Linked DNA regions of Sus scrofa: region 1 is linked to region 2. The links are chromatin contacts, called in public Hi-C maps. All regions are on one chromosome and are shown on one strand. The core of a region is the stretch at or near the end of the contact, and the rest is flanking DNA. Distances in the headings are between cores, read along the strand shown. Region 1 holds the start of RPS4X (ribosomal protein S4, X-linked). Region 2 holds the start of ERCC6L (DNA excision repair protein ERCC-6-like).

Region 1 (3,605 bases), core at 315-2,814, 37 kb after region 2:
CTCAAACCACCTCTCAAGTCCTGCAATCCACCACTGTCACCCCCTCAATTTGAGTAAACAAGAGAGGCCTTCAAGGCCCACAAAACTATTCCAGACCTCCAAGTTTTCCAGCATTTCCCCTTTCAGAGGACCAGACCTGTTAATATTTGAAGTCCTGCATCTACCCAAATTGTGGTATACGGAATGAGGCACAGAATTATTATGCTACAGTAAGGTAGGGTGCAGCTAGATACACAGGGCCTTCAAGAACAGACAAGTCTTCCTCTAGTTCTGCCCCCCCCCCCCCAAAAAAATGACTTTTGGGAGGCACTGCAGGGAACATTTTTTTGGACATGGTAATCAGGGATGCTTGGCACATAAAGGAACAATATAAAGCGTGTCTCTTAAATACGTCAATTTTATCTCAATAAAATTGTGAAAGATGTCCCTTAAGATACTTACAAACACACCGGTCAGTTTATCCAGCATCCAATGCTTTGGAGCTGCTACGCGCTTCAGATGTTTCTTGGGACCACGAGCCTGAAAGAGTTTCAAAGTTGTAAATTTTAATACTGTTAAATGGTTTCAGGTCTTATAAGCCATCCTTGAAAGAAGAGCGAGTCTGTTTCCTCTTCAACAAAATGTGGACAATGTTAAAAACAAACAAACAAAAAAAAAGCATAAAGCCACGTGATAAAAGGCAGAAGCGAATGCATACACAGTATCTAGCAAATACTATAGGTTCCATAAACCATAGTCAACTTTCTTACTGTACAAAAAGAATACTAAGTGATTACTGTCTCTCAAAACAGCATTTCATGTTACTAAGTATCTACATGTTACTGTTTCCAAGCGCCTGATTCTAGAGGCTGTCTTTTTCGAGGAGAGTATGTTGGTGAAATAGCCTGGGGTGGACCTCGTGGCGCACAACCGGCCAGCAACAGAAAACGGACCAGAACTCAATCTGTGCTTCTACTTATCCAACTGAGCATTTCTGGTTTTTTAAGTATTTGATGCGAGATTTAATCTGACCTCGGCACAACCACGTGCCAATAGCTGCTTCCTCGAACTCTGAAAGTGAGTTTTTCACCTTAGAATGCGGAAGCCTCTGTAATATTACTTACTGGCCACACTACCTAAAGTCATGAAGTCAGGCCGTACCAAAAACACAGCAAAAAGTTTCTCCACCCGCCCGAGGCCTGACGTCTGTCCTCCGGGGCCAGCCTGGGCTCCGGTCTGGGAAGCAAGACGCTCCTCCCAAGGCCGCAGGATCCGTGGCCGGGTGTGGCCGGCCCGAAGACAGAGGCCTTCCCGCCAGCGGCATCGATCTCCAACTCCCCAACCCCCATCCCCGGGCCGGCCGGGGACCCGCGTTCGCCTTCGCTCTCGAGCCCCCCTAGGCCCACCCCGCCTGCTGCTCTCCCTTCGTTTCCGCCCGGCGACCCCCTGCGGGAGCCCCGCAACCCCGGGCAGCCCCAGCCCTGGGAGGATGGAGGCTGATGGGTCCCAAGAGCTCCCCAAGAAGCCACCTTACCATGGCTGCGCTAGGCACGAAAAGAGGTCCGCCTCCTTCCGGCGCGCGGAGAAAAGAAGGTCCGCGGCTGCGCGCGCCGGAACCTCGGACGCTCCTCCCAGCTCCGCCCCTTCGTGGCGCGCGGGGAGGCTATCTTGCCACCTGCTGGTGGGAGGTCAGAGGTCCCGAGCTTGGGAACCTCCACCGAAAAAAGGGGTGTCTCCCAAGGACGATTTCCTCCCTCCCCTTTCCCGCCCTCCCCGCTCGGGTATTTGCTGAGCGTCTTTGGGGCGCATGATTCTGTGTTAGGTGCTGGACAAAGGTGCACTAGGCAAGCTCCCTGCCTTCGAGGAGAGGAAAAAGTGAGGCTACTAGTTCTACCTACACATGATCCTATTATCAGTAGAATATATTGAGATAAACAAGGTCCTACTCTATAGCACAAGGAACTATATGTAATATTTTGTCATAAACTATAAAGGAAAATAATCTGAAAAAGAATATAGATATAAAGAATATATATACATATATAGACAATATATATACATATACACATATGTAACTGAATCTCTTTGCTGTACACCTGAAACTAAGACAACATTGTAAATCAACTAACTATTCTTCAGTTAAAAAAGGATAGGCGGGAGTTCCCGTCGTGGCGCAGTGGTTAACGAATCCGACTAGGAACCATGAGGTCGCGGGTTCGGTCCCTGCCCTTGCTCAGTGGGTTAACGATCTGGCGTTGCCGTGAGCTGTGGTGTAGGTTGCAGACGCGGCTCGGATCCCGCGTTGCTGTGGCTCTGGCATAGGCCGATGGCTACAGCTCCGATAGACCCCTAGCCTGGGAACCTCCATATGCCGCGGAAGCGGCCCAAGAGATAGCAACAACAACAACAAAAAGACAAAAGACAAAAAAAAAAAAAAAAAAAAGGATAGGCGGTCTCAACAGTGGCACAGTTTTGGGTGGCAGCTGTAGCTCAGATTCAATCCTCTGCCTGGGAACTTCCTTACGCAACAGGTGCGGCCATATAAATAAATAAATAAGGAGTTCTCTTGTGGCGAATCGGGTTAATGATCTGATCTGGCATCATCACTACTGAAGCAGATCCGGTTGCTGCTGTGGTGCAGGTTTTTGTTTTTTTTTTGGGGGGGGTTGTCTTTTTGCCTTTTCTAGGGCCGCTCCTGCGGCACATGGAGGTTCCCAGGCTAGGGGTCTAATTAGAGCTGTAGCCCCCAGGCTACTCCACAGCCACAGCAATGCGGGGTCCAAGCCGCATCTGCAACCTACACCGCAGCTCAGGGCAATGCCAGATCCTTAACCCACTGAGCAAGGCCAGGGATCGAACCTGCAACCTCATGGTTCCTAGTCAGATTCGTTAACCACTGAGCCACGACGGGAACTCCTAAAAACACATTAAAATAAATATTCAATATTATTTATTAAGCGTATTTTTTCTGTTCCTTCTTCCAAGTTCCCTCGAGCCAGCCAACCTGCCCATACTATTGGGAAGAGCCAATGTTTTTTCCCTCCAGCTTCTCTGCAGATTGCCAAGGGGGTGCAGCCTAGGGGGTGGGAGGGTAGGATCTCTGTTTGAACTCTACCCCTCGATTTCTGCACAACACATGTGGCATTTATCATAAAGTCTCAGGAAAGAGAGGGGACATTAGAGACCATCCAGTTATCTGAGACTTAGATCTGATCATGTTATTTCCCTACTTTGAAACTGCCCTTGGGCCTCCTGCCTGATGCCTCAGGTCCCTCTGCCTGTCACTTGCCACTTCCTTAACTTGGACACCCTTTGCTCCCTTACGCTATCCCAAACCTCAAAGCTTAGGCCACTCCAAGGTGCTACTGCTCTGAGAAAGCTGCCTTTTACAAGTTGGCGGACCTGATGATCCCCTCAGCTTGGAAATGCATGGGAAACCCAACCCTCTTCCTGGGCACCTAATCCTGCTTGTCAGCTCAGGTCCCTCTAGCTCTGTGAGCCCTGGCTTTGCTCTGGCAGGGTCAGTGCCACATTCTTTTGCCCCAGAGCCCTCTATTCAAACTGTACGACAACACTATACCACATTGGGTTGGTAATGACTAGCTTCCCTGTTGTCCTCCACTAGG
Region 2 (3,376 bases), core at 27-2,526:
GACGCAGCTCGGATCCTGCTTGGCTGTGGCATAGGCCAGCAGCTGTAGCTCTGATTGGACCCCTAGCCTGGGAACCTCCATATGCTGCAGGCGCAGCCCCCCCCAAAAAATAAAACAAAATTTTAAAAAATCATAATGGAAAAGAATATGAAAAAGAATATATATGTATAAATGAATCACTGTGCTGTACTGCAGAATAAACACAACACTGTAAATCAACTATAATAAAAAACAAATTTAAAAAGGAATGGTTACGATGGTAAATTTTATGTTGTATTTTATCACAATTTTTTAAAAGAATTTAAATGTCTATTCCCACATCACTGGGCCTCCCACCCTTAGCCATCTGGTGAATGATCACTCATTTCTCAACACCCATATCTCCTCTGTGAACCCTTCCCTTAGCTCACCGACCCTTGGAGTTGGCTATTCCCTCCTGCAGTATGCCTTGCACATTATACCTCTTACAGTCCTTATCAAACAATAGAGCAAGTATAGTTCACCTATTCTTTTCCATCACTAGATTATAAGCAATTTGAGGGCAGGAGTGTTTTAGTCCTCTGTTTCCCCTAGGCCTGGGGCTAGGTAGGCTAGAAAGACCCAAGAAAGGCTTTGGCAGGGGAGATCTTAAAATTCAGGTATATTTTTGTGTATTAATGTACAGCATACACAAAAATCCTTGACAAACTACAAAAGGAAAATATTGTACTATATACAATGTGAATTGTATATCTTTAATATATTAATATATATTTCAAATAAAAAAATTATTTCTAAACAGAAAGATGGGTGTTGAAAATGTATACATTAAGCTATAAAATCAAAATAGGATAACAGAAAATATTTAAGCTATTACTAACATAACGCATCAGCAATTTTTATGTATTAAAAAAAAACAGATTTCAAAATGGCTCTTAAGGAGTTCATATCGGAGAGTTATTTGACCCGGCATCGTGGGCTCCCCAGGCTTTAGATATCTAGGGAGATTCCCACGCCCTCCTCTCGGGCTGGCCTCTCGCAAGGCTCTGCCTCGGTAGTTTGGGCCCCTGGGACGGTCCGCGAGGTCCCCCCCACCCCCACTCCCTGCCAGGGCCTGTGAATTAGACCCGCCCAGACGTACCTCAGGTAACGGGCAGCCTGCTCTGGGCTTAAGACCCCGGCTTCCGCAAACCCTCGGGACGCCTCCATGACCCTCAGATTGGGTTCCGTGTGTCTCCGCCGGGTATTGAATTTCCCTCGCTCTCGCCCTGCGCAGGCGCTACGCGCATGGAAGAGGGACAGGACCAACCGTCGACGTCGCGGCAGGCCAATCCGCGCACAGGGCTTCCGGCGCCACCGCTTGAGCCCCGCCCACGAAGGTCGCGCGCCTGCGCATAGCGCGCTGGTGGGGCGTAGGGGCCGTAGCCGGCCGGTGGTGCGGCATGACTTGCGTCCTCCTGCTGTCTTTGGCACTTTTTTTTTCAGACATGCCGCGCAGCCGGCGGAAGTTGCCTCGCCACAGAAGCGACCCGAGCCAAAGCAATGACAGCTGCCGGATCCTTAACCTGCTGAGCCACAGAAAACTCTTCTGTTCCTTGAATTTTCATTCCAACCCGTACCGGGTTGGGGTGAATTTCTGCCCCCGCGGGCGCGTGTGCTTGTGATATCCTCCTGAGTGAAATAGACTGCCTGATATGATCTTGTTTTAGTGGCCCCTGGAAACCTCCACAGCTTGCATCCCCTAATATCCTCCCTTCTCTGCTACCGGATGGCTGGTACTGAGCACGCTTTGAATTCAAACACTCCGCCGGGAGGCATAGTCCTCGTGACTTAAACGCACAGTGAAGAAGGGTCTTCTAGAACCAAGCCAGAGTTCCCGTTGTGGCACAGCGGTAATGAACCTGACTAGTATCGATGAGGACGCAGGTTAGGTCGCTGACCTCGCTCAGTGGATTAAGAAGCAGGTCTCGGAGTTCCCGTAGTGGCGCAGTTGTTAACGAATCCGACTAGGAACCATGAGGTTGCGGGTTCGGTCCCTGCCCTTGCTCAGTGGGTTAACGATCCGGCGTTGCCGTGAGCTGTGGTGTAGGTTGCAGATGTGGCTCGGATCCCGCGTTGCTGTGGCTCTGGTGTAGGCCGGTGGCTACAGCTCCGATTCGACCCCTGGCCTGGGAACCTCCATATGCCACGGGAGCGGCCCAAGAAATAGCAAAAAGACAAAAAAAAAAAAAAAAAAAGAAGCAGGTCTCGAGTGAGGTGCAGTGTAGGTCGTACACTCCACTCGGATCTGGCATTGGTGTGGCTGTGGTGTAGGCTGGTGGCTACAGCTCTGATTCCACCCCTAGCCTGGGAACTTCCAAATGCCAAAGGTGTGGCCCTTAAAGAAAGAAAGTAGTGCTGTGGTGTGTGGTTGCCACCATTCCTTCAGAAGATCCAACTGAGATGCAGTCAATTTGAAAACTCACCACCTATTGGCCCAGTCATGTGCCTACCATATGTCCAGAGAATTTTAAGCTTTTTATAAATTTCATGTATCTAGTTAAAAAGAGACCTTAGAGAAGATGGGCTGTTTTCCTGGTTAATATGACTTAAGGTCATATGTTCATAGAGTTTTAGGCCTTCTGTTAAGAGGGTTTTTTTTTTTTTTTTGGTTTTTTTTGTTTTTTTTTTTTGGCAGCGAACGTGGTAGGTGAAAGGCCCCGGGCCAGGGTTCAAAGCCACGTCACAGCAGCGACCCAAGCCTCTGCAGTGACAATACCAGATCCTTAACCTGCTGTGTCACAATAGAACTCCCAAGAGGGCTTTTAATATACTACTATTATCCCCATTTTCAGATGTGGAAATTGAGGCTCAAGAGAAATAAAGTGGTTTTGTCTAAGGTTCCAAAGCTGGGAAATGGCAGAACCAGAATTCCATACCAGGTCTATATAGACACAAATCTGTGCTCATTCACTGTGTCACACTGCTTATTGCTGGAAAGAAGAGGGGAATGGCAGGACATGAAGTTGGAGTAGTTGGAAGCCACTTCGTGAAGGAGTTTATTTACCCTGCTAAAGTGTTTTAATCACTTTTTTTCCTGGAGGCAAGTTTGGATTGGAGAAGGAGGTGGGGAGCAGTCAAGTGTACAGTTGCTCTGGGTACCCAAATAATGAGTGGGGTGAGAAGGGCTGGTGGGAGTTCCCATTGTGGCTCAGTGGGGTAAGAACCCGACTAGTATCCATGAAGATGGTGGTTAGATCCCTAGCCTTGTTCAGTGGATTGAGGATATGGCGTTGGCGCAAGTTGCAGTGTAGGTCGAAGATGTAGCTTGGATCCCGAGTTGCTGTGACTGTGGCATAGGCCAGCAGCTGCATCTCCTGTTCAACCCCTAGTCTGGGAACTTCCATAAGCCACAGGT

Evidence for each region. A called contact is a pair of places that touch in the nucleus more often than the background predicts.
Region 1: a Hi-C map of skeletal muscle shows a contact between it and region 2, with 1.9 times the contacts expected there. The contact joins the promoter of RPS4X here to the promoter of ERCC6L in region 2. A contact is called at or near these places in 4 of 47 Hi-C or Micro-C datasets (embryonic fibroblasts, heart right ventricle, liver and 1 more) and 1 of 2 datasets of contacts at active chromatin or transcription factors (skeletal muscle).

What each region holds. Positions count from the first base shown.
Region 1 is chrX:58,153,615-58,157,219 of Sscrofa11.1, forward strand. It overlaps RPS4X (ribosomal protein S4, X-linked), which reads right to left and starts at 1,565. Exons shown (of 7, transcript NM_001204283.1): 1 at 1,514-1,565; 2 at 442-519. The coding sequence starts at 1,516. It also overlaps the pseudogene LOC100622164.
Region 2 is chrX:58,116,666-58,120,041 of Sscrofa11.1, forward strand. ERCC6L (DNA excision repair protein ERCC-6-like) reads right to left here and starts at 1,277. Exons shown (of 2, transcript XM_003360364.4): 1 at 1,121-1,277. The coding sequence starts at 1,188.